5 separate regions of the Mus musculus genome follow, and regions 2, 3, 4 and 5 are each linked to region 1. A link is a contact called in public capture Hi-C and promoter capture Hi-C data. All regions are on one chromosome and are shown on one strand. The core of a region is the stretch at or near the end of the contact, and the rest is flanking DNA. Distances in the headings are between cores, read along the strand shown.

Region 1 (6,079 bases), core at 2,092-4,591:
GTAGTTAGTGTCTGTCTCTTAGCAGAGTGTGATGTTGGTTTCAACTTTTATTGCCCTTCACCTGGTTTTTTGAGACCCAAGTGGAGCATGCCAATTTGCCTAGACTGCCAGTGGGTCTCAGGGCTCCTGCCTTTCTCCCCAGCTCCACTTGGATCCAGTGGTTTTATATTGGGTGCTAGAGCTTGAACTCAGGCATCAGCACACGTGCTCCAAGTGCTTTTCCCCCAGCTATGCACTGTATTTGTTTTTGCTGTTGTCTCTAATTTCTGGTAGCGTTAGGGTGTGTGGTGACGTCAGAGCACGCGGGTGGAGGTTAAGGGACAGCTTTGCATGCTTGGGTCTCGGTACACCTTTATGTGGCTTTGGCAATCTAACTCAGGTTGCTGGGCTTACGGGCCATGTGTTTTCCCTGCTGCGCCATCTTGCTGGTTCTTACTTTATTATGTGTGTGTGTTCTCACAAATGTGCGCGCGCGCGTGAGGGTGAGCAATCAGATCATGAGACTTACATTATATTCCATAAACAAGTCCATGTAAGATACCACTGAGACCTCAGTGGCTCACCTGTACCTGTCTGCCAGCTGCCCATGTTTTCTGTCGTCTTTCCATTTTCCATGGAAGGTGTCAGTACCGGGAACCCTGCCTATGGCACTGCTGGATCCTTTTATTTTGGAGACTGAACCTTTTATTCCATTTAAGAAGAGATCTTGAGCCAGGCGTGGTGGAGCACGCCTTTAATCCCAGCTCTTGGGAGGCAGAGGCAGGCGGATTTCTGAATTCGAAGTCAGCTTGGTCTACAAAGTGAGCTCCAGGACAGCCAGGGCTACACAGAGAAACCCTGTCTCAGAAAAAAACAAGAAAACCCAAATAAACATCGTGTGGAGGGTTTAGAAAACTGCTTCCCCGGGTAAAGACCCTTGCCCGAAAGCCTGATGGCCTAAGCTGACTCCCAGAATCTTAAGAGGGGGGAAAGAGAAAGCAGACCCCAAGCTGTCCTGATCGCCACATGCATGTGGAACATGTCTCCTCGTCTGAACACACTTGAATAAAGTGTAATTTTTTTAAAAATCAAAGCAAGGTGCGTTGGCACATGCCTGTAGTTCCAGCACATGGGAGGCAGAAGCAGGTGAGTGTCTGAGTTCAAGGGACAGCCTGGTCTACAGAGTGAATTCCAGGACAGTTAGGGTTAGGTCGTAAGACCGTCTCAATAAAAACAAAGACGAGGAAATGAAAAAACCTTATGTTTGCTTCTGACACACGTACAAGTGTGAACACAAATGTACATGCAAGCATGCATACATACATACATAAGTACAGGAAAGAAGGAAGAATAGGCTAAAATGATCTGAAAAGCTCAACTTGTTGGCACATGCCTATAATTCGAGCATCTGGGATCAAGATTAAAGATTCCAAGCGACCCTCAGCTTTACAGTGTGAGACCAGCCTGGGTATGATGAAACCCTGCCTCCAATTTTAGAAGGGGAGAACTGACTTCTAGAATAATTTGCGTGGGGGGAAGATTCCAGCCCACATGCTCTGGCGCTTGGCTGAAGTGCAGTTGTACTCAGTGAGACTAGCTTCTGGTTTCTGACCCTCAGCCTACAAAACTTTTCTGTATCTCTTGACTCCCCACCCCCACGCCCAGACCCTTGTGATTGTTACCCAATCCTTGATTGAAAGGGACAGATCTATTCACTATTCTCAAAGGCTATACACTCAGGGTCTGCATCTTGTGGCAGCAAAACGACAGACAAACGTTGAAGGGGAGGCTTCTACATCATTCCTAATGGGTACCTCTAAGATGACAAAAAGCTTATTGGCCAGAGAATACATTTTTGGGTTTGGTACCAAAGAGGCATAACGGGTGCCCTATTCTAAAGTGACAGGGAGAACCGACACCTGACCTGTTAGTCTAAACCGGGTGATGGACGTTAGTTATCCTGTGAAGTACTTGCATGAAAGGTCAAGACAGTCTCTGACCGATCTGGTTTATTCTCAGTTCCTCTTTGCCATCTCCAGAGATAAGCTTTGCCACATCCACCTCCTGTTTGGACTCCAGCTTCTCCGTTCTGTCACACCCAGAGTTGGTGATCAAAGATCAGACTTCTCCTGGGGACACAGCAGCCTGACTGAGAGAGCAGCTGCTCCTCCCTAGAATCTGTGGGCTCTGCCCCTGATAGGTCTCAGAAAGGAGAGTGTTCAGGCTGCATCCTTCATCCAGGTGTTCCATTGTGTTTGTGTGTGTCCTAGAAGAGCCACTCTCCTGGGTGCTGGCTACCGTTCTCCCGCCTACCTCCTTGAGGGCCATTTGTTCCATGCAGGCCTTCCTTTGAGGCCACAGTCTTGACCAGAGAGCTCTGAAGGAGCTGACAAGAACCTGCTGGGGCTCCCGCCGCAGGAGACAATAGATCACAGGGTTGAGGCAGCTGTTGCTGTGGGCCAAGCAGGTGGTGATGGGAAGGATGTAAGTATGAAAGGTGTAGAAAGTACTGTCCCAGGGCACCAGGTCAAACCTTACCAGAATTTCCCAGAGAGTGACTACATGGTTGGGAACCCAGCAGAGGGCGAAGGAAGCCACCAGGACACGGACAGAGCGGGCTACCACTCGGCTGTCCTGCCATTGTCGTGGCCTGCATCTTTGCTGCCGCTCTAGAAAGGCCAACAGCAGCAGGTAACTGGTGGTAATGACTCCCAAGGGCACGATGAAGGCCAGAACTACCCTCTGTAGCTGGTAAGCTCCCAGCCAGTATCTGCTGGGGAAACGCAGAAGACAGAGGCACACGCCCCACAACTCAACTTCAGCCCCAAAGATTGCTGTGGGCACAGTCACCAGGGCAGCTGCCACCCACACTGCCAGGGTGACCACACGGGCCCAAAAGACTGAGAGGTGACTACCTGGTCCCACAGCCATGGCTACCACCCAGTATCGCGCGATACTCAGTGCTGTGATTAGGAAGGTGCTGGCATAGATGCTGAGGACGGTGGTGGTCAGGACTACCTTGCAGAGGGCACTTCCGAAAGGCCAGTGGAAGTCCATTGCTGACTCGGTTGCCCAGAAAGGGAGAGTAAGGGCCAGCCCCAAGTCTGCTAGAGCCAGGCTGAAGACAAAGGTATCAGAAGACAGGCCGGGCACACGCTGACCACAGTTACCTAGAACCCACAGTACGGCCAAATTTCCCAGCAAGCCAATGATACCTACAAGTCCATAGGCCAGTGCAACCATGATCCTCAGAACAAGGAACTGGACAGGCATGGCAGCACCGTCAGTGCTCAGCACGCTGTCTCCAGAGCCATTGACCCAGAAGAGGGTGGGCAGAGAGGCAGAAGAATTGGATGTGGCCATCGCAAGACCGCGGAGGTTGCTAGAGCACAGCAGAGCAGAGGAACCAGGGAGTGCCCGCCTTCCGGCCTGGCAAGCAACCACCCGCCGCCGCTGTTGTCTCAGGAGAGCTCTTAGAAGAGCCCTTGGAATCTGGGTGTTGGTCTAGAGCTTCGGGTTGTAAGAGCCCCTGCCCATGCTCACACCTAAGAGGGACAGGTGTGGGTAGAACAGCCTGCTTCTTCCCAGTTGGACAACCGTGGTGGGTGGGGCAGTGCAAGGGAGGGCTATGTTCACACTGTCAACATGCATGTAATAGGGAAGGAAAGGGAAACAGTAGAGATGTGGAGCCAAACCAGAAGACGCTTTTTCTCTCTCCCCGGAGTGCAGAGAGCTCTCTGAGAAAAGGAGAGGTGTGAGGAGAGGTTAGGGAAGGAATATGGCATTAGAAAACCAGACTGGGAGTCAGAAAAAGAGAGAGGAACACACATCACTCAGAGTCCCACAGTTGCTGTGCCTTTCCTGTGTCTCTCTGATTGGGGCCCTGTGCTGCTTTGCTTAAAATGTTAATGGGGGCAGGCCAGAGATCGGGGCTGTTTGGGGAAAGGGGCCTGCTGCCAAGCCTGGTGATTTGAATTCAGTCTACAGGATCTGCATAGGAGAAGGATAGACATGCCACTCACAAGCTGCCCTTTGACCTCCACACTCATCTCACACACACACACACACACACACACACACACACACACACACAATTCTCCCCCCAAAAGTGTTAAGAAAATATACAATTCAGCGAGATGCCAAAGAGCTGTGGTCACTGCTACCTGCATGGCTGAGGCAGCTGGATCACCTGATCACCAAGGCCAAACTTGGCAGTACAACAAGGTATAATCTATATATAAATAAATACGCCCGTGGAGATGGCTGTCCCTGGAACCTGCCTACATAAAGGTAGGAGAGGACAGGCATCCCGGGGTTGTCTTCTGACTTTTATACATGCACAGTAGTATGTACCCCCCAGCACTACTAAATCTTCAAAATAAGATTAGATGGTGACAGGCTTAATGGTTTGCTGGCACACCCAGCCTGGTCTGTCTACTGAATTCCAGGCCAGACAAGGTTAGGTTCTGAAACCCTGTCTCAAAACCAAACCAAACAAGTTTGGGACTAGATATCAAGTACCTGCTTGTCGGCCCTGACAATGTGCACTGGGTGGTCAGGATCCACAAGGTGGGAGGAGAGAACAGATTCCTGAAAGTTGTCCTGACATTTGCCTGCATTCAGTAGCATACTGAACATCCATGCTCACACAGGCAAATACTATTTAAATAGTTTTAAATTGGGGCTAGAGATACCTAAGGAGTTAGTATCTTGCAGATGACCTGCGTGTGGTACCCAGCACCCATCTAGTATCTCACCGTCATCTATCACTCCAGTTCTAAAGAATTTGACCCCCTCTTTTGGTCTCCACTGGCTCGAATGTGCTACATGTCCATACGTGCAGACATACATATAAATAAAAATTCCTTACAGAAGTTAAATCAGATGAAGATAGTCCGTTGTTCAGGGAGCTAGCGTGAGTCCATACCTTGTTCTTTGCATGATGACTGTCATTTCAAGGGGAAGTTTGGAGCATTGGTCATGGAAGGAAGCAGGACAATGAACAGCTGTTATCATGCCAAGGGAACACTGCCAACTAAAACACAGGTCAGAATTCAGTGCAGTACCATGTGACCTTGATGCTAAGAAGGGGAAAGAAATGAGACGGAGGAAGTTGCAGTTCCCTGTATACCCCTTCTGGGCACATTGGACTTGTGAGGCCATAGGTGGATGACCACGGCCACACCTTCAGGTCTGCTCTACATCCCTGAACAGTCCTGCCAACCTGTCCCACCCCCACTGCCACTCCATTTTTCTGGTGTACTCAGAGCCCCGTCATATCCACATTCCTCCATATCCCAAGCCTCACTGTAGAGTTCTGGAACCTGAGAAAAGCCTTTACCACACCTCATCCTGTCTCCCCATGAGCTCAGTCTCAGCTGAAGACCGTCTCTAATGGCATCATCTCCTTTCTCTCCTCACATCTCTCTCCACGGCAGGAGCTTTGGGAGAGAGCATGGACTGGGGAGGTAAGAGTGAGATTTTTTTTTCAAGGATTCTGAGAGCAGTTCGGCACTCTTCTGCTGGTTAAGGAAGTATCTGGTACTCGGTTGTCTTGGGGTGCTGGGGGTGGGGTCAGAGAGGCATTTCAGAGAAGCTCTAGCCCATATGAGAACCCCAGACGTGAGAGAGTTGCTTTCTGGGAAACAGAATGTTGGGGTTTTGAGCAAGAGAGAGGTGGGATGAGGTTGGCAGAAGGCACTCAGCTGCAACCCAAGGGCTACCTGTGTTATAGCTGTGAAGAGAAAGGTGTCCTAGCAGTCAGGAGTCAAGGAATAATAGCACAAAGTCACTCGGCACAACAAACCCCACACAATAGATTTATTGGGAAAGACACCTCAGCTAGGGAGAGAAGCTACAGAGAACTGAGCAGAAGACACGTGTTATACAGCTTTTCTTGTGGGGCAGAGTTTTCCAGGGTGGGGGTTGGTGAGATTTCACAGCCTGAGCTTGTGCCCGGAGGGGTCTTCCTGACGTCATAGTCTGAGTCCGACTCATGTCAAGTATTCATTTCTTACGGCCATGCTGTTTTGGCCAGAATTGTATAGCCAGCTTAGGCACTCCAGCGACCCGGCTGCCGGTGTAGATCAGCAGAACACTG
Region 2 (6,079 bases), core at 1,046-3,545, 480 kb after region 1:
CCAAAGCCTTGAGTTCCGCCATCTTAAACCTACTTCCTCCCTTATCTCAATGGGCAACAGGCTCTCCTCTCCTCACACTTGCTTGGGTTATATCAGGGGCCCCTTGAAAAGCCCTCTGTACCCTTTCTTCCTTCAGCTCCTCCCTAATCCTTTGGCTCAAGAGAAGGCCCACCTAGATCTGGTTGGCCTTTGTGACTACTGTAGGTCAGAGTCCATGGGAGAACCCACCCAGCCTGAAGCCTTATGTCTCACCTCCCCAGGAAAGCCCTTTGCTCTCCTATCCCAGGAATACAGGGTGTTTCAATTAGCTGTCACATCTTCCAAGGTGACCCTCAGAGAAAGATGACTTCCTCCTGTCTCTGTGCCTCAATGCTGGTTCTGCAAGGACGAGTAGATGGACATTTGACTCCAGAGCAAAAGAAGTCCCCCATCTACCGCAGGGCCAGCAGGATACCTGCGACGTGCCAGTGTGGCCCAGCTGACCCAGGAGCTGGGCACTGCCTTCTTCTCCATGTTACACTCTAAGTACTGAAAGCCTCTCTTACCAGCACAGCTCCGCAGTCATTCTGCTCTGTCTGCCTGTCTCCAAAACACATCTCACAGACTTCTCCCCTCCCCCACAGTGCCACCCAGGCTAGCCTGTCACCTCCCACCCTGATCAACTCCCAAGACTCACCTCTGTCTTCTGAATCCATGACTGTTTACATCGGTCAGCTAGAGCTACCTAAGACCTAACTTGAATTATATTATGTCCCTGGCAGCCATACCAGTGGCTCTTTGCTCAGGCGCCCAGGTTTACCATGGCCACGTCCCCCTAACCAGTTTCTCTTACACAAAAAGCTTTTGTTCCTCAGAGTTATGGGACATATGCAACCTACAGGAAACTCTTTCCTCTGCTGCCCCTGCTGCCCCTGCTGCCCCTGCAGCCCCTGCTGGTGCCTTCTCATCCTTAATAGCTTAAGCATAATCACATTAAAGAAAGCCTCATCTTATTTAAGAGGTGCCTAAGATACACCACTGTCCCACCCGGCCACCCTGCCCAGTCCTATGATCCATGCCTGACACCCCTTACCCAGTTTAAAGTATTTATTTATTTGCTAGTAGTCTGTCATTTCCCCACACACACTATATTAAAACCCATGGAGGGCGAAGGTTCCATCTTTCTATCTGCTTGACTCCCACTGTATCCTCCAGGGTTGTCACTGGCCATTGTCATTGTCATAGTGTCATGGAAGCCTTCCTAGAGAATCCCACTGTTCTAGCAACTTTGCTGAACTTGTAAAGTCACCCAAGAATGGGGTCAAGAGAATCCCCAGTCTAGGGTCATCTGGGATATGGAAAAAAAGTAAGTGCCAGGTGGCCCGTCTGTTGGTTGGGGTAGTTATAGGGAATTTTGACAGCAGGACTGCAGCTTATGCTCATGGTGGTCAGCAAGGCAAGGTCACTCTCCCTGGTGCCTTGGTAAAAAGTGAGTTGGGTGCGATGTCCCCACGATGGCTGAAGAACTCCCCTGTGCTCAGGCTTCCTGTGTTTACTAATATGGTTCGTCAACATCAATCTAAACAAGTTTATCAATTAGTGCCTAGAACTGTTTATAGTTTCATCTTTGGATTCACAGAGGAACAGATGCGAGAAACTGAGATACCCTCTAACGTCTATCAAAGGGTTCCCCTCTGCCAGGTGGTGGTGGCGCACGCCTTTAATCCCAGCACTTGGGAGGCAGAGGCAAGCAGATTTCTGCGTTCGAGGCCAGCCTGGTCTACACAGAGAAACCCTGTCTAGAAGAGAAAAGGAAAGGAAAGGAAAGGGAAGGGAAGGGAAGGGAAGGGAAGGGAAGGGAAGGGAAGGGAAGGGAAGGGAAGGGAAGGGAAGGGAAGAGAAGAGAAGAGAAGAGAAGAGAAGAGAAGAGAAGAGAAGAGAAGAGAAGAGAAGAGAAGAGAAGAGAAGAGAAGAGAAAAAAAAGTTCCTCCCTCTTTTCCACAATCTAGTCCCCACATTCAAGCTCTTGCTCTGAGAATATACCTAAGATTCTTGTCAATAAAATACAAAGAGAAAAGGATTGTATCACTGGCGATGAACTAGTCTCTATTGAAGCTGATGGACTGACAGTATGAATGGACTAAAAATTGACCAGGAAAAACGGATGACCTAGGGGAAGGGAAGATGTGGGGACTGACAACCGACAGCCCTCCAGAAGGGACTCTGTGTGGGGATGGGGCTGCCTACTGGGTGTGCCTCTTTTCTATTCTCTGGCTCCTGCAGATAAGACCAGCAGTTAGGGTACACTCTCCTCCCAGTCTGTGGTTCTTGCAGCCCCAGTCCCACACTTTGGAAGCATGTCTGTCCAAGAGAACGAGCTACCCCAGCAGCTCTGGCCCTGGATCTTTAAGTCCCAAAAAGACTTAGCAAAGTCTGCTTTAAGTGGGGCTCCAGGAGGTAAGAAGAGGAAGGGAAGCCACTGAACAGAGAGGAGAATTAGGGTAGAATCAGTGTTGGGGGTGGAGGCCTTGGGGGAAGGATGCCCACTACAGCCTCTGTTAAATTTGATTTGAGCCTTTGATCCAGGCTCTGCAGACAGGCCAAAGGGGATCCGGCAGCATGGACGCCACGGGGCACTCCCGTGGTTCCTGGACTCTGGCCCCCAGTGTACAAGGCTTCCATTGGCAAGAGAGATGCTAGCTGGTTATACTTTAACCAGGACTGATCTCGTCTGTGCCAGGCCCCATCCCACTGACAAAGGCAGAGTATAAAGCAGACCCACAGACACAGCAGGTACGCAGCAGTATGGAAGGTGCTCTACTGAGCCGGGCTGGGTCAAGCTACGGGGGTTTCCCCCACAAGGGGGCAGGCAGGGGATAGAGCCGCACTGTATAGATGGAGGGAACTTGGAGGGGAGGGAAGTGGGGAAGCCAGAGAGTTGCCTGGAGCTAGAAGGAAGTAAACAAGGAAAAGTAACAGAGAGATTCCAGGCCTAGAGAATGAGATGCCTTGAGACTTGAGGGAGGCTTCTGGGGGTGCTGAGGCTGAGTGGTCTGCTGGGGGGCGGGGTGGGGGAGGGTCTCGGTAACTGGGTCCGTAAGGACTCAGCTTTGAGCTAGACCTAGATTTGAATCATCTTCCTTGGAAGATGCCCTTTTCTTAGACAGTGCATTTTCTCTCTCCGTCTTTTTCCTTCCTTGTAAAGTTGGGAAAGAGCACATCTAACAGCCTGCTCCATAGAACCCTGGAGACTAAACAAAGTAATGTGTGACACTCAGATTGAAGGAAGGCCTCCTCACACAGACCGGAGGGCTGAATAGACACAGGGTGCACTGGCAGGAAGCACATGGGGGATAGGCGATTGTCTGTGCAGGATCCTGAGTCCCCATCTACCGCAGGGCCAGCAGGATACCTGAGACGTGCCAGTGTGGCCCAGCTGACCCAGGAGCTGGGCACTGCCTTCTTCCAGCAGCAGCAACTGCCCGCAGCTATGGCGGACACCTTCCTGGAACACCTCTGCCTTCTGGATATCGACTCAGAGCCTGTGGCCGCTAGGAGCACCAGCATCATTGCCACCATCGGTAAGACCACCCAACCCTGGGCCGCCACACTGGGCCGCCTGCATGACTCTGGTGTCTCCTTACTGTGCTATCTTTGCCATGGTCATTCATTCAACAAATATTTGTGAGATTTGCAGGTGTTGTTGTTGTTGCGGGTGTTGTTGTATTTGCTTCTTTTTCTTTTTCTTTTTTTTTTCTGAGACAGAATCTTCTTATGTTGTAGCTCTGGCTGTTGGGCAGGCAGGTCTCAAACTCAGAAATCCACCTACCTTTGCCTCCTGAGAGCTGGGCCGGGTTAAAGGTATGTGCCACCTTGCTCCACTTGAGGCTGGGTCTTTAAGACAGGGTCTCGGGTAGCCTTGGATAGTTTCAAGCTTATTATGTAGCCCATATTATATTGTCTTAGCCTAATGAGATCATAAGTATGTAATACCACACCCAGCTTAACAAATGCTCGTTGAGCCAGGTAGCAGTGGCGCACGCCTTTAATCCCAGCACTTGGGAGGCAGAGGCAGGAAGATTTCTGAGTTCGAGGCCAGCATGGTCTACAGAGTGAGTTCCAGGATAGCCAGGGCTATACAGAGAAACCCTGTCTCAAAAAACCAAAACCAACCAACCAAACAAACAAACAAAGCAAAAAAAAACCACAAATGCTTGCTTAGTACCTGGAAGACAAGGTTTGGAATTGGGGGTAGCCCAGTAAATAAGGGAAGTCTAGTGGATGGGACAATAAATACTAAGCAATAATTTATTAAAATGTTCTAATTCAGAGTCAAGTGTGGTGGCCCAAGCTTTTAATCCCAGCATTTTGAAAGCAGAGGCAAATGGATCTCTGTGAGTTTGAGGCTAGCCTGGTCTACATAGTGAGTTCTAGGGCAGCCAGAGCTACATTAAAAACAACAACAACAACAAAAACAACCAGCCAACCAAACAAACGAAAAAACTTGTTTAAAAAATAAATAAATAAAAAGCTACTTCAGTATGTTAGAAAGTCATGAGTAAAGAGACGGTAGTCAGGAATACGAAGGATGAGAGCTAGAGGAAGACTGTGGTCCTAACCGGGGACCAGGGCAGCTAGGGGAAAGGATGGGAATGATGATGCTGCCCCCCACCCCCACCCCTGTAACCCTCACACTCTGAATGCCTAGGAAGGAGGATCGCTAAGAAAGTGAGGCCGGCTGGGGCTACAACGTAAAATCCTGTCTCAAAAACAACGACAACCAAATAACAAAAATGCAACTGGGGAACTAGCCAGTTGGTAGAGGGTTTCCCTTCCCCGAATGAAGCTTCAGCCATCACACAAAGCTAGCTGGTCTGGTCTGGAACACGCCTGTAGTCCCAGCACTGGGCAGTGCATGCAGGAGAGCCAGAGGTTCAGGGTCATCTTCAGCTATGTATCAAGTCTGAGGTCAGTCTAGGCTACACGACACTCTGAAAATAAAATAAAATAAAATAAAATAAAATAAAATAAAATAAAATAAAATAAAATAAACAAACAAACAAGTAGATAAATAAATAAATAAATGGAGGTGGAAGAGGATGAGGAAGAGAAGGAGGAAGAGGAGAAAACGAAGAAGACAGCAAGAAAGGGCTCTGTGGATACCTGGGGGAAGAGAAGTCCAGGCAAAGGGAAGACAACGCCCAGATCCAAAGGAAGCCTGGAGGAGCTGAAGAGACTGGGGGTGGAGAAGACTAGGAGGGGTGGGGCTGAGGTTGGATTCAAGGCCCTGAGAGGGCTTGGCAAGGACTCTGCCACCTCGGTCCACATCTGTAGCTTTCTTTGTATTTCTTTCTTTCTTTTTTTTTAAAGATTTTTATTTATTTATTATTAGAAATAAGTACACTTAGCTGTCTTCAGACACCAGAAGAGGGCATCAGATCTCATTACAGATAGTTGTGAGCCACCATGTGGTTGCTGGGATTTGAACTTAGGACCTCCAGAAGAGTCAGTCCTCTTACCCACTGAGCCATCTCACCTGCCCCTTTCTTTGTATTTCTTATTTTGATACAATCTCACTGGATCACCCTGGCTGGCCTTGACTCCCTCTCTACCTGTGACCTTACAGTCAACCTGCCTCAGCCTCCCTGACGAGGTTACAGCCTTGTCCCACTATACCTGCTTCCTCTGGCTTTTCTTTTCTTTTTGGCTTTTCGGCTTGTTGATGGAGGGAGGGTCTCTTGTCCTGTATCCCAGGTTAGACTGCTACTGTAACTCTTCACTATTCACCTCAGCCCATTGCTGAGGTGACAGATGAGAGTGAGGGGCTGAATGAGGGCGAGGACAGGGCTCAGTTTCTCTAGTGTGAAAATTACAGGCAAGAGCCTGATTCCTATTCATTCATTCACTCATTCATTCACTTATTTAAGACAGGATTTCTCCATGTAGCCTTGGCTGTCCTGGAACTCACTCTGTAGACCAGGCTGGCCTTGCACTCAGAGATTTGCATGCCTCAGTCTCCCGAGTACTGGGAATAAAGGTGTGTGACACCACCGCCCAGCTATTGATTCCTATTTTATATCTCCACCACTCTCCTGACCTT
Region 3 (6,079 bases), core at 1,086-3,585, 450 kb after region 1:
CCAAGTGGAGGACTGGGACACCTGCCAACAAGCCTGTGTTGAAGACAAGGGCCCTGGTGTGGAGGGATGACTGACACCTATCATCTCAGTACTCAGAAGATGGAAGCAGGCAGGCAGACTGCATGAGTCTGAGGCTAGCCTCAGATACATAATAGGTTCTAGCCAACCCTGGCTACGGAAAACAAACAAAAGAAAAAACGAGGCTTCTCCAAAGTTAGGCAAAAGAAGGCTTTGAAGGGACAGCAAGGTTCAGGGCTATTTCTGACCCCTCCAATGTCCTCCTCCTGGGGCCTTCTCAACTGTGCTTCCTGCTAACTAACTAAGGAGCTAGCTCTTTAATACCGACACAGCATAGACAAAGAAAACTCTCCTCTTAGTTTTTTTTCCTCAGAGATGAGACAACATTTATAAAGTAAGAACTCCCCAGGCTACAGAGATGGCTCAGCAATGAAAAGCACTGCCCCTCGGGAGGACCTGGGTTTGAGTCCCAGCATTCACATGGCAGCTCACAACCATCCTCACACATACATACACGCAGGCAAATCGTCAAATGTCCAAAAAGTGAAAATAAAAATGTCTGTCTTTAAAAGACTTCCCAATCCAGGCACGGTGGTACTGTCACTGACATAGCACACAGAAGGCTGAGGTGGGGTTTGTGTGTCTGAGGCCATGTGGGCTTAAAAAACATGAAACTCTGTCTTAAGAAAATAAACACTGGAAGGAAATAGGTAACTCCAGTAGAACAGTCTTTCTAACAATACAATAACTTCCCTCAGGCCTCAGTGCCAACAGCCTCATGGTATCTACTAAGATCCTATCATAGTTTCAGGGCATGAAATCAAACTTTACTAGGTCCAAGGCTACTCTCAAGCAAGGCTCTCTGGATGGTCAAAAGTCATGGAGCCAAACATCCCCGAGGAGGGCTGAAGTGCAGCAGAGACCCATCTACTCCAGAGACCCAGGTAGTCACTTCGCTCTTATCGAAACCCCTCATGAATCCACACCTCTACCAGCTTCTTCAGTCCTGAATGCCTCACCTCCTTGAGCCGGGCAATAGCATCCCCTATCTCTGGGTGTCCCAGCTCCTTCTCAGTCAGCACCTTGACGATCTGGGAGAAGTGCTGGATGAAATTCTGCTTTTCTTGGTTATAAGCATCCAATTTCTGGTTCCCATTCATTCTGACAGAGGAGCTAAATGCTCTGAGGGAAAAAAAAACACACACACAAACAAATGAGAGGGTGGCTCGGGTGCTTCCCTCCCCGAAGCCCCACACCCCAACCACACTCACCGAGGCTCCTCTGTCCACACTTGGCACCACCAGCGGGCACTGTGCCAGGCCCCCAGGACTGGACACCCATATGCCAGGGAGGGTCGTTGTAGGAAACCAAGCCACCTCTCCCGGGGTGCCCAGCAGGGGGCTGGCAGCAGGAAGACCCCCAGAGATCTCAGCCAGCAGGACAGGGGCATCCTGGGTGTGCATGGGGGTGGGGGCACCAAGCACTCCCTGCAGGAGCAAGCACCGAAGGCAGATGCTTGGTAGCAGTTACCTAAGGTATCCCCCAAGCCAAGCTTGTTACCTCCTGCATTAGAACGCCCCACCCCGCTTCTAAACTCAAGAATTACATAAAAAACACACAGGAAATGAAAAGTTTGTCGGAGTGACTGAGATCCAATAGATCTTCACTTAAACCGAAAATGGCTAAAACTGAACACTTTCTACTTCCAAGGTTGCGTTCACTACAATTCGGAACATTGTATTACGGGAATTACGGGATGCAAGGTCCTTAAGTCACAATGTTAATGGAGACACCGAACTGAGGTTCAGTGAATGTAAGAGAGCTGAGCTGACGAAGAGCCAAAGCTGGAACCCAGGAGTCCGGATGTAGGGGAAAGAGAGGGAAGCTCTTAGATAGTCCCAATGAGGGGACTGGAGCCGAAGGTGCTGTGCGCTTGTCATCTGTCCCGGCACTGGTGCTAACCGCAGCCGGCCTCCGAGCAACAGGTGGGCGTGGGAGGACTCACAAGAGTAAACTAAAGGCCTGGCGTACGGAAGACTTGAGGAAGACGCCAGCGTTTAGAAATTCACGAAGGCACAAGCAAACCGTTCATTCTGGCCCACCGACCCCAAGCCCCGTAACTCCAACACGGACTGGTCCTTTAGTGCCTCGGAGCTTCACCCGATCCGAGACACGGGTAAACCTCAGCTCCAGCCCCAACAATAGCTCTCACCTGTTCTTCAACGCGGATTCTCCCGGGGTCCAAGATGTTTGCGGCTTACACCTAAAAGCTGAGCGTGCATCCGCTCAGCACTCTGGGAGTTGTAGTTCCCAGTCTCCAGGCTCAGGAGGCAGAACATAAATATAAAACTACGACTCCCGGCATGCCACGGACTAGGCGGCAAGAAACTCAGACTTGTGTCTCAGGGTGGGTGTGGCCTAGTTCGCTGATTGGCTAAATTACCTCGTGTGAGCATGGGCCTTGTGACGGCTGGCCAATGAAAGGGTGGCGCGCGGACCATCAGCCCACTAGGCGGTCGGCGGTGTCGGTACACCCATACCGAAAGCCTGGGAAATTGGCTATCTAATTCCTAGCTATAGTTCTTCCAGTGCTTCTGGTTGACAGTGTTTCTAAGATCCCGGAATAACCAGCCTTGCAGCTTCCTATTTCCAACTCTAGCAAATCACTTCTTACATCTTTGATTCTAGTTAGGTGAAGTCGCTCATTTTTCCAGCCCTTAGAAGGGGTGAGGCAATAAGATCAAGAGTTAAAGCCATGGGGTGGGGCTGGAGGGAAAAAAAAAAAAAAGAGTTAAAACCAATATGGGTCGTGTAATGAGTTTTAGGCTACTTGGAAGACTATATGACTATATGAGAGAAAACAACACCTTTCCCCCAGGTACTTTGGCGCCCTTGAAGCAAAAAGGTAAAAACTCAAAGCAGATGTTAGAACTTTCGGCCTCACAGTTTGCCAGCCCACCACGTTGACTCCTTTTTACTCCACCCCAAACCCCATCGCGATCAGAAAAGAGACCTGAAACTACAAACCACCTCAGACATTAATGGACTTGTCCTTGAAGTATTAGAAATAAGTTTCATTGTCCCAAAGAAAGAGACCACTACCACTCCGGACTAAAAGGTTGAAGGGTCTAGACAAGATAAACTTTACACATTGGTTTATTCTGCAAGGTTTCTCCATGTAGCCCTGGCTGTCCTGGAACTCTCACTGTAGACCTGGCTAAACTTCAACTCACAGAGTGAGAAAATAGTAGATTGAACATGGCTCGCAGAGGGGACTAGACCATGCATAAGAGAAGGTAGGGAGCTTAAGGGAGGGCCAAAACAGCATAGCCGAGGTTATAAGAATGTGAAGTGAGGGAAGAGAAGCTCCTGAGATAGAGACGTTTAGGATAATGGGGGAGCTGAGAAGAGCCAGGAACATGTGATATACTGTGAGAGCCTGGATATACTGGGGGAGCCTGGAGGCCGGCATAATTTTTGTCCCTTCTGCTGCCCATGTAAGGGTAACCCCTTTGGTAAAGGGGAACCGGTTTCACAAGTTCCTAACGAATGCTAGTTTTGGTCAGAATTTGAGGAAATGGAGTTTTCTTTAGAGCTCCTTTGGACAGTAACAACATAAGAAACAGACAAGCCAGGGTAACAAAAATAGTCATGAAACAAACTCATGGTAATACCCAATTAACTGCCAGGATGCCAAGTCTGTGCAAGAAGAGAAGAGCTGTCAACCACTGGCTTTGCAAATGGAAAAGAATAAATTAAGATGGTTATCTCATACTGAGGGAAAAGGCAGTAGACTCCCTGATAGGCAGGCCGACGTGGGAAGGGCTGTGACTACTGAGTAATAGCGATGGTGGACTTCCAAGGTGACTGGCTCCTTCCTCACACTCCTGAGCAGAGGCAAACGTCTCTCAGGTTAGAACAAAGGCTTTGTGAACATTTTCTTCTGAAAGCATAGCCACTGTTGATTCAAGGCAGTTCATGACATATTTACACAACAGTTGTGAGCCAATTGGTCCTCCTGTCTGTTTTCTTTTTTTTTTTTTTTTTTTGGTTTTTCGAGACAGGGTTTCTCTGTGTAGCCCTGGCTGTCCTGGAACTCACTCTGTAGACCAGGCTGGCCTCAAACTCAGAAATCCGCCTGCCTCTGCCTCCCGAGGGCTGGGACTCCTGTGTGTTTTCAAACTAGCCTACCCTAAAATAGGGAAGGAAGATCACTCAAAGACTTTTAGGAGAAATTGACCATCTGATTCCTGAATCCTCCCTCTGCTTTGTGGAGAGTCTGTCTCTCTCTCTCTCTCTCTCTCTCTCTGTGTGTGTGTGTGTGTGTGTGTGTGTGTGTGTGTGTGTGTGTGTGTTTCCTCACCTATAATAAAAAACCTTTCTGTGACTGTGGATTCTGTCTGTTCCTGTTTGCTTTGTCTGGGACTTCCCCAGCTCTTACCTGCTACACTCCATAGCTTTTCTGCCTTTTAATTCTTTAGCTGGCAAAGAAAATAAACCCAAGGAAGACTGTAACTTCTTTTTCTTTTTCTTTTTTTCTTTCTTTTTTTCTTTTTTTTTTTTTTTTTTTGCACATTATTTTATTTTTGTCTACAGGAACCTAAAACTCAAAGCACCAGCAGGATCTCTGGTCACTCCTGTAGCTCCTTCTGGAAAACACCCACTGATTCCTTGCTAGAAGTTATTAAAGGCTTAAAAAACCTAAAGGTGGGGCTACTCCCTAGACAGTTAACGTGATGAACATGCTAGACTTTTCATTTTAAGCTGAACCCCAGCTTCTATGGAGAGGTGATCAGAAGGGCTACTAAAACTAGAACAAGCCGGGCAGTGGTGGCACACGCCTTTAATCCCTTTAAGTACTTGGGAGGCAGAGGCTGGCAGATTTCTGAGTTCAAGGTCAGCCTGGTCTACAGAGTGAGTTCCAGGACAGCCAGGGCTACACAGAGAAATCCTGTCTTGAAAAACAAAACAACAACAACAACAAAAACAACAACAACAACAAAACTAGAACAAGGTTCTGAGCCCTGTGCACGTGTTTAAGCTCCACAGACTCCCCTCAGATCTGACTAGTAGATGCTCACTGCTAGTTGTCAGTAACCTGTAACCTGTATAATACAATGCTCAACCTGCTGCTCAGACTCAGTTTACTAACCTACCAGGTTGAAGGAAGGGGTTGCAGGAGCCCCAATTTTTATTACTTGGTCAAAAACACAGGTAACAACTCATTTTTGTGCATGACTGTAACATTTTGAGGGTTTGTCTGGGATGTCTTCTGAGAAGCATTGATATATATTAGGTGAGTGTAAACCAGGCTAAAGCCTGAAAGGATAGGATGATGAGCGTGAGCAACTAGCACCTGTCAAACATGCATGCGTGTGCACACACACACACACACACGATCTTAGATATATAAATATGTATTTAATTTCATAGATTAAAAGGTAAAATCATAAAAAAAATCTCATGAGGAAACATAAGGATAAGTTTTTATTGTTGTGGGACTAGAGAGCTGGCTCAGTGATTAAGCCTGCTTCCAGGCTGGAGAGGTGGCTCAGCGGTTAAGAGCACTGACTGCTTTTCGGAAGGTCCTGAGTTCAAATCCCAGCAACCTCATGGTGCCTCACAACCACCCGTAATGAGAGATCTGACACCCTTTTCTGGTAACAGTGTACTTATGTGTAATAATAAATAAATCCTTTAAAAAAAAAAAAGAAGTGCTTCCAGATATTCCAGAGCACCAGAACTTGGTTCCCAGTGCCCAGCATCAGGCTGATCAACATTGCCTGAAACTTTCAGCCCCTCCAGGACATGCAAACATGTGGCAGAGATATACTAATAAAAAAGTACATTTTTCTATAATATCATTTTTAAAAGATTGATTTTATTTATATGAGTACACTGTAGTTGTCTTTCAGACACACCAGAAAAGGGCATTGATCCCATCACAGATGGTTGTGAGCCACCATGTAGTTGCTGGGAATTGAACTCAGGACCTCTGGAAGAGCAGTTAGTGCTCTTAACCTCTGAGCCATGACTCCAGCCCTATAATATCATTTTTATT
Region 4 (6,079 bases), core at 1,001-3,500, 400 kb before region 1:
CGGTATCCCCAGGACTTGGGAAACTGAGACAGGAGGATGGTAAGTCTGAGACTGACCTGGTTTCTTTGTGAGACCCTGCCTAAAAGATAAGGCAAACTGGGGTAACCTGAACATGGCAGAACTTCCAGAAGGAGAACCAAGAGGCCTGGCTCTTGTCCCACTCTTTTTGTGACTTGCTATGTGATCTTGGGTAGGTGAGTGACCTTCCTGGCTCTCTGTTCACATCTGATCTGAGAGACGTAGCCTACAGAATCCTAGGGCCCTTCCCGTCCTATCTATCTGAGGGAGACATCGCCATCTCCTGACAGCCCCCTTAGGGTAACCATGCCTGCGACCTTGGCCTGTCAATACTCACCGAAGATTCTTTTCATCTTCTGAATCAGAGGGTGGTTTCTACCCGCCCTCTGGCCTTGACCCTTTCCTCTGGACACAGGGACAGGTGAGTACCCGGCTCATCAAAGCACAGGCTTTAGAGACCTCACATCTCCCTCCTGCCCAGCTTTCCCCAAACAGTAGGCTCAAAGTTCACAGAGGTCAATACTGGGGCAGGGAGGCAGTAAATCTGCCATGGTCCTTGCTGCCCTCTTGGGAAGGAGAGCCCAGCACTGCCTCTGCTGTAAAAGGCAGGATTCTGCGCTTTGGAACAAACAGGGCCAGGGGCTCTAAGAGAAGCTGTTTCGGACCCTCTTAGACAACCAAAACTCACCTCCTTCACCTGCCTGGCTCATTTCCTCTCAACCCCCAGCTCTGTGGACAGTGAGTGTCCATCAGTATAGGGCCGGCTTTAGGGCTTTGGTTTTGATTCTAGCTTCTCTGAGGCCTGAATGCTGCCAATCCCTGCCACAACTAGGAATGAACTGTGGAGACGGAGGTGCTGTGGTTGTTTGGGGGGTCTGGTGCTTCCTGGCACAGTTCAAAGTCTCCCTTAGCCCTTTATGTCCCCATTGCTGGGAAAGGGCAGGGTGAGGTGGGGACAGCCTGTCAACAGCTCAGCGGCAGAAAGTGGGTTTAATAGCCTTGTTGCTTTTTGCATGCCCTTCAAACAGACATTTTCCCTCACTCCTTTTTGGTGTTTGTTTGTTTGTTTGTTTGTTCGTTTGAGACAGAGTTTTGTTAGCTCAATCTGGTCTCAGATTCACAGTGTGGCTGAGGCTGGTTTTGAACTCCAGATCATCCCTCCTCCACTACTGGAGCACTGAGATTACAGGCACAAACCATCACCCCCAGCTTCTTCCTGGCACTTGGATGAGGAACTGGAACTAGAGAAGGTTGACTTGGGCATTAGAGGGAGGGGCAGTGTGCTTGGTCCCAGATGTCCAGTGCCTCAGTTACAACCTCGAAGGAAATGCTCTGTCTCCATGAGGGGGTTAACTCCCTGTCCAGAACCTTGTCAGGAGGCAAATGGTCAGTGGTCAAGTTTATGATGTGTAAGCGCTATTCTAGCTGTGCGATCCTTGGTGGGTGATAATGGGCACCCCGCAGCCACCTTAAACTGTGAGATGAGATAATAGTGCAGCACCGAGCACAGCCCTAGCCCGCCTCACACTGGCCTTGAAACTGGCAAATGGGTCCAGGGTCCTCTCACTCTCAAACCTGGAGTGTTTGTGCTGAAACCAATCTTCGACGCCTGAACATGTGGGAATTTCACACCTAGTTCTCCCTCGTCTCCTCTGGCACCCTACCTGGCAGTCCCACCAAGATTCTCTTTCCTGTGGTCAAGCTGGACTCCTAGACAAAGTCAAATTAGCCCCAACGGAAGGTGAGACAGTAGCTAACACTGGGGCCACTTACAACTGGATTGAAGCCCCAGCTCCCCTTACTGTCTGACCCTGACTCTGACTGAGCCTTACCTCTCCTCAGCCTGAGATAGAGCATGTGCCATCCCCAGCAGTGCCTGGAACAAGAGGGACACTAGAGAAAGGGGACTATTTTAAAGCCCCGGCAGTCATCTTGGTGGCAGGAGTACCCATCAACGCCCTTCCCTACACACCCGGGACTTAGAGGCTTTGCTTCCCACGCCCTCGCCCGCACTCACTTGGGTAGCGAAAGTAAAACTCGTTGTCCACGTTACTGTGGTTGCCCCAGTGCCACAGGGCAGCGTCGGTTTCGTGGTTGTACCGGACAAAGATAGCAAAGAGGAGGGCAGTGGCGCCTTGGAAGAGCAGGCACAGCAGCGGCAGGACCAGGCGCCGGTGGCGGGGAACGCGGGCCATGAACGCGGCTGTGTTCTCCCGGTCTCCGGCAGGGCAGTGCCGGCCAAGCTGACTCCTGCCACCGCAAAGGTGAGGCCCCGCCCCCCGGAGGCCGTGCTGCTCCTTGGGGAGCCCCACCCCTCAGCTCGAGGTTGGCAGGGATTAGCCCCGCAGGTCAGGTCCTGTTTCCCATGGCCCCGCTGAGGCACCGGTGATGTGTGAGCTTCCCCAACTGTGCCCCAGCTGCCAGAGGGTGGAGAGAGGGGGAAAGGTACTCGCCCCTTTAAACCTGGTGTGAGAGATTGGCATCCAAGAAGCTAGTATCCTTTAAAGGTCCTACCTGGTTTCCCTCGGTTAATAGGAAGGAATCGGATTAATGCTGAGATCTTCCGTTGCCTGGCTGTAGAGATAAACCAGATGGCCCCTCTCAGAAGCAGTTGCCTCTACCACTCTACCACCTTTGTTGTTGTTGTTGTTGTTGTTAAAGATGTATTTAGTTATTTTATGAGTACACTGCCATTCTTTTTAGACACACCAGAAGAGATCATCAGATCCCATTACAGATGGTTGTGAGCCATCAAGTGGTTGCTGGGAATTGAACTCAGGACCTCTGGAAGAGCAGTGGGTGCTCTTAACTGCTGAGCCATCTCTCGGGCCCCAGCCTCTACCACCTTAAGTTGAGCTGAGATTACAGCTCCAACAGCCATGGTCCCTGAAGGACTCTAGCCGGTAGGGACACTGGTACTCTTGGTTCTGAAACCTGCAGTCCACAGGTGCAGGGACAGTAGGATAGCTTGCTAACCCTCTGCTCATTGTCCAGTTCTTCCACTGTCTCAGCAGGGACCTGAGCCTCTGCCCCTGCCTTTTTTGTGGACTTGGGAGGACACCTGGATTCTAGCTGTCTGGTTTCCTGTGCCAAGGGTCCAGCCAGGCACATGAAAGACCAGAGATCAGCCTCTGGTGACACAGCTCCCAGCTGGTCCATGTGGGCCCTGTCCAGAGACTCTCCATCACTCTTCAGTCAGCAGGAAGGTTAAGCATAAAGACTCAGCATCTATGGGTCACCCCCTGCGGGGGCCATCTCCTGTCCCAGGTGTGACTCCTGAGCCCTGCTTGGTGTCAGTAGTTGCTTGGGTGGTTCCAGCAGGTCTGGGAGGAAGAGCCTTCTATACCCCCAGAACTAGAGAAAGGGGAAGAGAGAGCTGTGGTCTGATTTTAACCTCCTCTTAACTCCATACCTCCCTTCATCTACAACTCCTCCAGGGCCTGACTTCCCCCTTTTCTCTTCTTCATTCATTCACTCAATAAATACTCATGTAGTGTCTACCCTGGGCTAGGTCCTAGGGTTGGAACCAGATAGTCTAGTACAAGGATATAACGGGCTTAGGCCCTGAAGGTCCCAGCCTAGCAGATGTTAGCTCTTCAATCGCTGAGTCAGGGGAGGGCTTCAGAAGTTCCTTTGGAAAGACAGAAGAACTGGGCCAACATATGGTCAGCATATGGGACGTTCACTCCCTTGTAAGGCGTGACCTTGAAGTGTTAACACTGTGTGACAGACACCAGCCGGTATTCTTTCTGGTCCAATACAGCAAGACCCTGAAAAGCTTTGCTAAGGCTCCCCCGCCTGTCTGCTTCCTGAGAAGACTCTCTAACCCACCATCCATCAAGCATTAGTCCTGGCTCTGTTGATCACTTGCTGAGATCTGGCCCTTGGTTCCCCCTCCTAGGATCCTGTGAAGTGATGGGCTTCGTGTCTCACTCCTTTCTCAACTGCAGGCCTCTGAGGGACGTCTGTATCACCAGTCTCCGTCTGTCTAGTCTTGAGATCTGCCCAATCTTTGACTTTCCATCTCTGGTGTCCAGTCATGACTGGCCAAGCATTTAAAGCCAGGGGGAGTTGGTGTCTCCTGCTTGCCATGGCCCGGCCTGTGCAGGTTGTCCCTGGAGAATTGAGTGTCTGAGGTTACTGAGTAACTCAGGGTTGCTCCAGGATGCTCTCTGCCAAGGCCACCCACTTCCTCTCCCTGCTGCCTTGGTTCGGGTTCTAGGAGCTGTTGTCGCTGTTAGTCTCACCGACCATCTCTGGTGTGCTTAGGGGGCAAACACAAGAGCCAGCAAAGCTACAGTCATACAGACACCCCGCCATCCTTCCTTCCTTCCCCTCTCCCTCCTTCTCTTCCTTCCTTCCTTCTTCATATCTATACTGTGTGACCTCAGGCAGATTATTGAGTGCCCTTTGAGCCCCAGTTTCCTTGTCTGTGAGTGAGAATAATAACATCTCCCACAAGGACTCCAGATAATTCCTATAGATGGCTGGCACTGTGGCAAGCACTCCACAGATGTGGTGATTAATTTCATCTGATTGGCTAAGCAAGGTCAGTAAATGGGTCACAGCTTCAACACTCTGAGGCTCAAGAAGCGGAACCAGGCAGCTATTGATCCCATGCAGATAGCAGGAGCTGGGAGCCTTGTGGGGCTAGCATAGGCATAACCCCCTGTTCCCACAATTTTTTCTTTGGAGACAAGGTCTTAAGTGGCTTAGGCTGGCTTTGGATTTAGGATCCTCCTGCCTCCACTTCCCAGGACTAGGAGCCCAGGATCCCAGGCATAAGACATCACATCACTGGATTATTTTTTATTTATTTTATTGAGACAGTCTCAAGAGATAATCCAACCTGGCTTCAAAGTGAAGGCAATCTTCCTGCCTCCGCCTCCCAAGTGCTGGGATTAAAGGTATGTGGTAACATCCCAGGTACACACAGTAAAAAGATTTGTTTTTATTTTATGTATGTGAGCACACTGTAGCTGTCTTCAGACACACAAGAAGAAGGCATCAGATTCTATTACAGATGGCTGTGAGCCACTATGTGGTTGCTGGGAATTGAACTCAGGACCTTTGGAAGAGGAGTCAGTGCTCTCAACTGCTAAGCCACACTGTTCTTAAGCAGTGTAGGCAGAGGAAGAACTTTCTTTCGTTCAACAAACACATATTGAGCACTTACTGTGTGCCAGCCACCACATTAGACCTTGGGGATATAACAGACCAAGGTCTAGCTGGTGCTCTGGAAAGGGTGTATCAGGGGAGGTGAGCAGACAAGTCATAGTCCAAAGTGCTATGATGGAGAGGCACTCCTAACCTGGGACTCTGGTCAGAGGAAGCAGTAGCTGTGAAGGGCAGTTCCTTTTTACCCCAGCTCTCTCCTGCGAGAACAGCAAAAAGGCTATGCCAGAGAGCTCATCTCTTCCCATGTTCTAGCTGGATGAACCCCAGACTTCAATCTTGCCCAAACCAACAGCCACTGTGCCACTGTCCAAACAGAGTACTGTCACATGTACACATTACATATCAAACCAAGGCAGGACAAAAATGGAAAGGCCATTTCTCTCTAGCGGTTTTCCATGTTAGCCTCTGTTAAGTTTGTCCTGGGCTTTAGGACCTTAGCCAGTAAAAATGCTTGCCTTAGGTCCCAGGAGGAAGCCTGATGTGGAAGATAGACATCTTTAATGCCAGCACTCTATAGCAGATGAGGGATGGAGACAGGAGAAGCATCCGGAAACTCACAGAGCAACGATCGTGGTCTGTACAGACACAGTATGAAACAACCAACCTCAGCAAAGTGGAAGGAAGGAGACTCCAGACCTCAGAGTTGTCCCTGGCCCCTCCATGAGTGCTCACCCTCACACAGAAATACAGTTTTTATAAAAAGTTTGCCTCAGTCAGATTACTCACTGTGTCATGCTTAACTGGGGAAAAAGACCTTTTCCATTCATTTCTTCATTTAATACCTTTTCATATCTTGTTTATTTCTTCTTCCCTTCCCCACTTAGTTCTTCATTTAATACACTCCGTTTGAACAGCTGCCTCATGTTGGGCATCGGGCTCAAGT
Region 5 (6,079 bases), core at 2,343-4,842, 260 kb after region 1:
TTCTTCTCCAGAGGCGCATGCGTGGAGAGCAGAGGGCAGAGGTGTCCCTGGGTTGAGCTTACTGCAAGGAAAAAACCGCATTTACCTTTGGCTGCACGAATGTAAGCTAAGATTCATACATTCTTGGACCATCAAGTGAACTGGTCCAGAGCTTTTTTTTTCTGGGTAAGGTGTCCATGGTAGCAGGAAAAGGGTGTCAGAAAGCGTGCTAGGGAAACAAAGACATGCCCAGTACTTACAGGGGCCTGGAAGACCCAGCAGTCTTTACCTGGTGTGGCTAGCTCTGTCTATGCCTCTGAGCACCACAGACTGGGCAAAGCACCGATGTCCAGCAGAATCCCCGCATGCCGACAGGGAGGTCCATGGGGTGGCTTCTCCAAGCTGCGTCAGGATGTCAGGAAGGGACTGGCCTCGAACCAGTGGGAAGGGGATGATTGCTTCTGCTGTCACCACCTAAACACCGGGAGGGAGCAGGTTACAAAGGGTTTTCTGAGCTTTGGGTTAGCCCCTCACACAGCTCCTTACCTTTTTCCCAGAGAAACTTAGCACATCAGCCAAGTGAGCCATGGTAACCATTGAGGAGCGCAGGCGATAGGGAACAGTCACCGTGTCCAGCGCTGTCGCCAGGATGGCGCTACAGTGGAAGGGCAGAGTGGCCTGTCAAGTGGGACAGGAGGGGAACACTGTGTCTTCTGGGTGTGGAAAATAGGTGGAGGCAGAACATGAAGGACAGACATCCAGGGAAGGAAACCAGACTGTCCTTAAATAGGAAAAACGTGAGCGGCTAAGGGGCCAAGTCCATGCTGGAAACCCACTTTGCTGTTATGAAGGCCTCCCCAGTACTGCATGTGCTAGGCAACACACAGCCACAGGGAGTTGGGGGCAAGAGAAACACAGAACAGACGCCACAGGCTGAGCTTGAGCCTTACATCATAATGTAGGGAAGGGAAGTTGACAGGCGGCTTGGGTCGCAGGCCCAGGTTCCCTCCAAGGGATAAGGGACAGACGAAGGAGCTGTATCCAGTCAGGTGCACCAGACCAAATGCCGTGTTTAAGAGACGATAGATGTTTTTCTGAGGCTCCTGGTAATAGAAACGGGAGTGGCTTGCATCAGGCAACTTGCACAGTGGGATCCTCTTTTCCCAACCTCTACTGCTCGCTCTTCCAGCTTCCACTCACCCCAAGACTGTAGGGGCCCGGGAGCAGGCCCCAGGTTAGGACTCCCCGCCCTGCATACTCGTCTTGTAGTAGCTCTGCAGTTTTAGCACCTACTCCAGAGAAGCCATCGTGCAGGTCACACAGGAGCTGGAAGCCCTGGAGACAAATGAAGACCAAAATATGGGGGCGGGGGCTTTAGGACGAGGAGACTTTGTACCCCAACATCATCCACCTTGCCACACAGCTACCTGCAAGTAGTCACATTCCTCCACATAGAAGTGTAGTCTGTCCTCCAGCTCTTCCAAGTACCTGGGCTCCTTCAGGACACTCTCCCCTTGGCCAAAAGCCTCCAGCCGGCCTGTCTCCCTGCCAAAATCACCACGATAAGAGACTCAGCCCTGCACTCAACTCCTCAGTCTGCTGTTCTGGAGGGCAGGTGAGATGGGCCCTAGCCTTATCCAGTGTTGGGGTGACCTAAGCTTTGCCTCACAGCCGCCGCAGCCCCCATACCCATCATGGTGGTACTTGTGGATCACACAGATGCTCCGTGGATGGAGATGGACTCTGAGGAAGTCTGACCAGACTTTGATGCTGTTCTCTGTGGGGATAAAGGATTTTGGAATCTGTAGCAGGGATGACTAGTGGGAGGATGCAGCCGATGCGATGGACCGTCCCCCAAGCTGCTCCTCTGTCCAGTGTCCAGCATCAAGTGCTATCTCACCTTTGCCATTTTGGATATTCTGAATCAGTTTGGCCCTCCAGGCACCGTCACTACTCCGCACTCCCTGGGAGGGGTGAGAAGATTTTAGTTCCAGGTTGTTTTCGTCCGCCATGGGCGTATCCTTACTTATGTGTATCTGCGTGTATCTTTAAGGTTATGTGCACCACGTGCCTGAGGTACCCAAAGCCAGAAGAGGGTGTTAGAACCCCAGGGACTGAAGTTACAGCTGTGAGCTGCCTGATGTGGACCCTGGGAACTCAATGCAGAGTTCTGGAAGAACAGGTCCGACTCTTAACCTCTGAGCCAGTTTCTGGGTTCCCGCCAGTTCAGAGACAACGGTGCTTTTTCCAAAAACACTACTCTATGGCATTTACAGTGACTAGACACCTTTTACTGTGCATCGGAGAGCCACTGTGCTTGTAGCAGGTTTAAAGGTTTGGGACAGAGCCCCACCCCTCGTCATCACCTCTGCACTCAGAAGGCCCTGGAGGTTTGGGTTCTTTGGTTGGGCGTCATCTCTGTGTGTGCTGAGCTTCCCCTGCCTGAAAGAGTAAGAGTAAGCAGAGTTCTCCAGCCGTCTATGTACACACAGTGGGCCATGCTCACAGGAGCGGTACTTACCACGCTACTGCAGCCTCTAGCTGTCGGTCTCTGTAGAGGTTACCTTCTTCTTTTAGAGTGTTCAGACTACCTGCCCAGAAATGAAAGGCAAGGTTAAACCTAGGGGGTCATGTGATCAAGACTAAACTGATCACCTGTCAGGGAATATGGTGTGGCAGTTCCTCTCTACCTAGATGAGGTGTCCCTTTGTAGCCCTGAGTAGTTTCCAACAATACAGACAAATTGGTTTTGAACTCAGAGCTTCTACCTGCCTTGGCTGGGATTAAGGGCGTGCCCAACTACATGGCACTTGGATATACATTAGATGGGACAGGGAATATGGAATCCATCCTTCTCTCAAAAGCTGTGGTCCAGCCGGGCAGTGGTGGTTTACGCCTTTAATCCCAGCACTAGGGAGGCAGAGGCAGGCGGATTTCTGAGTTCGAGGCCAGCCTGGTCTACAAAGTGAGTTCCAGGACAGCCAGGGCTATACAGAGAAACCCTGTCTCGAAAACAAACAAACAAAAAAACAAAACAAGCTGTGGTCCGTCTGTAGGTGTGAGTGCAAGCAGCTTAACATTATACTGACAATTCCAGAGCCAGATCCTGAAGTAAACTTGCCTTTTCGACATCGTCGGGGGTTGTGCCCGATCCGGTATCTGAAGTGAACTGATGCTAGGGCCCTCGCACGCCACACGGGAAAACTTGGCTGAGCCCACCATCGCCTCACCTTTCAGATCCATTAGGATGAGTCGAGGCGTATAGGTTTCCTGGCCATGCAGTGTCCGGCCTGTTCTGTACAAGACGTCGGGGCACAGCTCGCCTGGCGACTCTTCGTCCTCGGCCATGCGTCCCAGCGCAGCATCCTGTAGGGGTCACAGGGCTGAGCGGAGGGGGAAGAGGGGCAGGGCCGGTACTGTCTGCGGGGAACGCCGGGCTGCCGCTAGGTGCCTGACCTGCTGGTTCCACCAGTGCGCCCCCACGAAACCCGCGAAATGTCCCAACTGCAGCGTGAGCACCTCGCGGGCCCCGCCCGCCATACCGCCGCTGCTCTTGGGCACTCCACTGCCGCCGCGGGCCCATCAGCCGGAGGGGGCGGCTCCCGCGCGAGCACGTGCTTTCCCGTTGGCCTCCCGATTCGTTGGTCTCCGAGGCCGCAGCTCACGCCCCGCCTCTTCCTCTTCTTGGAATGTAGGAAGCTGCCGCGATCGGCTGTTGTCTCTCCGTTCCTTCTGCGCCTCAGACTGTGGCGGGTCTGGCCAAGGTCATGGAAGGTTCTCTCACCTGCTTCTGTCTCTCTTCGCGCAGATGCCCCTCTCCTGTAGCTAATAATTCACGCGAGGGGATAAAAAAAATCTGAGGGGGAATTCGACTCCTCTGGATCCTCCCACTCACTTCCTTTTCCCATCTCTAATGTCCCAGCCCTGCTAAACCAGTGGGCTGGCCCCATGGTTCGGTTTCTGTTAGGTTCTGGGGAAGATTGTAGTCCCTTTCTCGCGTGTTCATGTAGTTTGATTGTACTTAAGTGCTCTTTTCATTTATTCTTTGACTTGGTTCGTTATTTTTATCTTTTTGAGATGGATTCTCAGTATGTAACCCCTGGCTGGCCTGAAATGACTGTGTAAAGCAGGCTGGCTTCAAACTCAAAAGAAATCAAGCCTCCACTTCCGGAGTGCTGGAATCAAAGGCCGTGCCACTGATAAGGTTGGGAACAGTCTTTTGTTTGCTTGTTTGTTTGTCTTGAGACAGGGTTTCTTTGTATAGCCCTGGCTGTCCTGGAACTCACTTTGTAGACCAGGCTGGCCTCAAACTCAGACATCTGTCTGCCTCTGCCTCCCAAGTGCTGGGATTAAAGACGTGTGCCACCATACCCGGCTGTGGGAACAGTCTTTTATGTTTTTATAAACGTTTGGCTATCCAATTTGTAGAGCGTTTCCAAGCCGCATGTGATGGCTGGAACCTGTAAGCCCTCCTAGGATGCGGAGAGAGATTATTCATCCTTGGCTCCGAAGCAAGTTGAAGGCTCACCTGACTGCATGAGACCATATCTAAGTTACAAAACAAACAAAACAAATTACTATTCCAAATGGCTTGCTCTGTTTCTTTTGGACCATCTAGTATTCACTTATGAATAAAATAAATGGGTCCAGGCAAAATCCTCGATGGGTTAAGGGGAGCTTGGGAGCTGCCAAGCCTGCAGACCAGAGTTCTAACCTGAGCACCCACAGGGTAGTACGGAACCAAATCCCTAGCTGTGTACATTATTCTGAACATAAGCACATTGCTAGTAAAATACTTAGAAAAATGCATCATATAGAACAGTATTTTAAAGAATGACTGCCTTTTAATTTTGAGATTTTTTTTTAGATTTATTTCTTTTTTTAAGATTTATTTATTATTATAAGTAAGTACACTGTCGCTGTCTTCAGAGACACTAGAAGAGGGCATCAGATCTCATTACAGGTGGTTGTGAGCCACCACGTGGTTGCTGGGATTTGAATTCAGGACCTCTGGAAGAGCAATGAGTGCTCTTAACCTCTGAGCCATCTCTCCAGCCCCTCTTTTCTTTCTTTCTTTTTTTATTTTTCGAGACAGGGTTTCTCTGTGTAGCCCTGGCTGTCCTGGAACTCACTTTGTAGACCAGGCTGGCTTCGAACTCAGCAATCCGCCTGCCTCTGCCTCCCAAGTGCTGGGATTAAAGGTGTGCGCCACTACTCTGGGCCCTGTTTATTTCTTATGTGAGTACACTGTCCCTCTCTTCAGACACACCAGAAGAGGGCATACATGTGTTCCAGATGGTTGTGAGCCACCATGTGGTTGCTGGGAATTGAACTCAGGACCTCTGGATTAGCAGTCAGTGCTCTTAACCGCTAAGCCATCTCTCCAGCCCTGAGGTGATCATTTTTAAAATCTTTGTGTGTGTGTGTGTGTGGGGTGTGTACTTGGCACAGCATGTTTATAAGTCAGAAGACAAGTTGAGGGATTTGGCTCTGCACTACCATGCAGGTACTCGGGCTCCGGTCTGTCGGCTTGGCAACAAGCTCCATTTTCACTGGAGGACTTAGAAACCAGCATTCATTTATTGGGTCTGGAGAGGCTCAGTGGTTAAGCACACTTGTTGCTCTTGCAGAGGACGGAGTTTTGGTTCATAACTCCATGGCTAGAGGATTCAGTGCCGTCTTCTGACATCTGTGGTTACTCCATGCATGTAGTGCATATACATATTCATACATATAAAATACATGTAATTAAAAAACAAACAACTTAAGGGCTGGAGAGATGGAGTGGTTAAGAGAACATACCCTTTCAGAGGACTGAACAGAGATTCCCAACACCTATACCAAGCAGCTCTGAATTCTCTGTGTTCTCTGGCTATATGCGTTTTGGCAGAATTGTATATTGAAAGCCATTTTTACTAGTCTCTTTAATTATCTTAGTTCCACTCTTCTATCAGAGTCCAGCCTGGGGAACCACCTAGTTTACTTACAGAAAGACTGAGGAATTGTTTACTAAATGTGGGAGCATGGGTTAACCCAAAACATCATAGCGAAGTCTTCACCCAGTCTTGAGTCTTCCGTGACTCCTCTGGAGCTGGGACGT

The links. Promoter capture Hi-C pulls out the DNA fragments that hold promoters and counts their contacts. Capture Hi-C pulls out chosen DNA fragments and counts their contacts.
Region 2: a contact with region 1 is called in a capture Hi-C map of macrophages, with 2.3 times the contacts expected there. The contact joins the promoter of Pklr here to the promoter of Rxfp4 in region 1. A contact is called at or near these places in 8 of 39 promoter capture datasets (the 3T3-L1 cell line, the C10 cell line, frontonasal cranial neural crest and 4 more), 1 of 484 Hi-C or Micro-C datasets (bone marrow-derived macrophages) and 1 of 9 other capture datasets (macrophages).
Region 3: a promoter capture Hi-C map of adipose tissue shows a contact between it and region 1. The contact joins the promoter of Fdps here to the promoter of Rxfp4 in region 1. A contact is called at or near these places in 2 of 39 promoter capture datasets (hippocampal neurons and liver) and 3 of 9 other capture datasets (adipose tissue, liver and pancreatic islet).
Region 4: a contact with region 1 is called in a promoter capture Hi-C map of liver, with 4 times the contacts expected there. The contact joins the promoter of Rhbg here to the promoter of Rxfp4 in region 1. A contact is called at or near these places in 3 of 39 promoter capture datasets (liver and pre-B cells) and 1 of 9 other capture datasets (macrophages).
Region 5: a promoter capture Hi-C map of liver shows a contact between it and region 1, with 3 times the contacts expected there. The contact joins the promoter of Msto1 here to the promoter of Rxfp4 in region 1. A contact is called at or near these places in 9 of 39 promoter capture datasets (the 3T3-L1 cell line, the HPC-7 cell line, cranial neural crest and 6 more), 2 of 115 datasets of contacts at active chromatin or transcription factors (astrocytes and bone marrow-derived macrophages) and 5 of 9 other capture datasets (adipose tissue, embryonic stem cells, liver and 2 more).

The regions. Positions count from the first base shown.
Region 1 is chr3:88,649,801-88,655,879 of GRCm38.p6, forward strand. It overlaps Rxfp4 (relaxin family peptide receptor 4), which reads right to left and starts at 3,342. Exons shown (of 1, transcript NM_181817.1): 1 at 2,098-3,342. The coding sequence starts at 3,342. The coding sequence ends at 2,098.
Region 2 is chr3:89,133,847-89,139,925 of GRCm38.p6, forward strand. Pklr (pyruvate kinase liver and red blood cell) reads left to right here and starts at 2,296. Exons shown (of 11, transcript NM_013631.2): 1 at 2,296-2,436; 2 at 3,378-3,560. The coding sequence starts at 2,337.
Region 3 is chr3:89,099,632-89,105,710 of GRCm38.p6, forward strand. Fdps (farnesyl diphosphate synthetase) reads right to left here and starts at 2,336. Exons shown (of 10, transcript NM_134469.4): 1 at 2,231-2,336; 2 at 1,038-1,200. The coding sequence starts at 1,178.
Region 4 is chr3:88,252,434-88,258,512 of GRCm38.p6, forward strand. Rhbg (Rhesus blood group-associated B glycoprotein) reads right to left here and starts at 2,251. Exons shown (of 10, transcript NM_021375.3): 1 at 2,036-2,251. The coding sequence starts at 2,213.
Region 5 is chr3:88,910,358-88,916,436 of GRCm38.p6, forward strand. It overlaps Msto1 (misato 1, mitochondrial distribution and morphology regulator), which reads right to left and starts at 3,593. Exons shown (of 14, transcript NM_144898.2): 1 at 3,436-3,593; 2 at 3,210-3,345; 3 at 2,501-2,570; 4 at 2,346-2,421; 5 at 1,880-1,943; 6 at 1,669-1,756; 7 at 1,407-1,524; 8 at 1,180-1,314; 9 at 930-1,082; 10 at 526-657; 11 at 269-453; 12 at 1-61. The coding sequence starts at 3,519.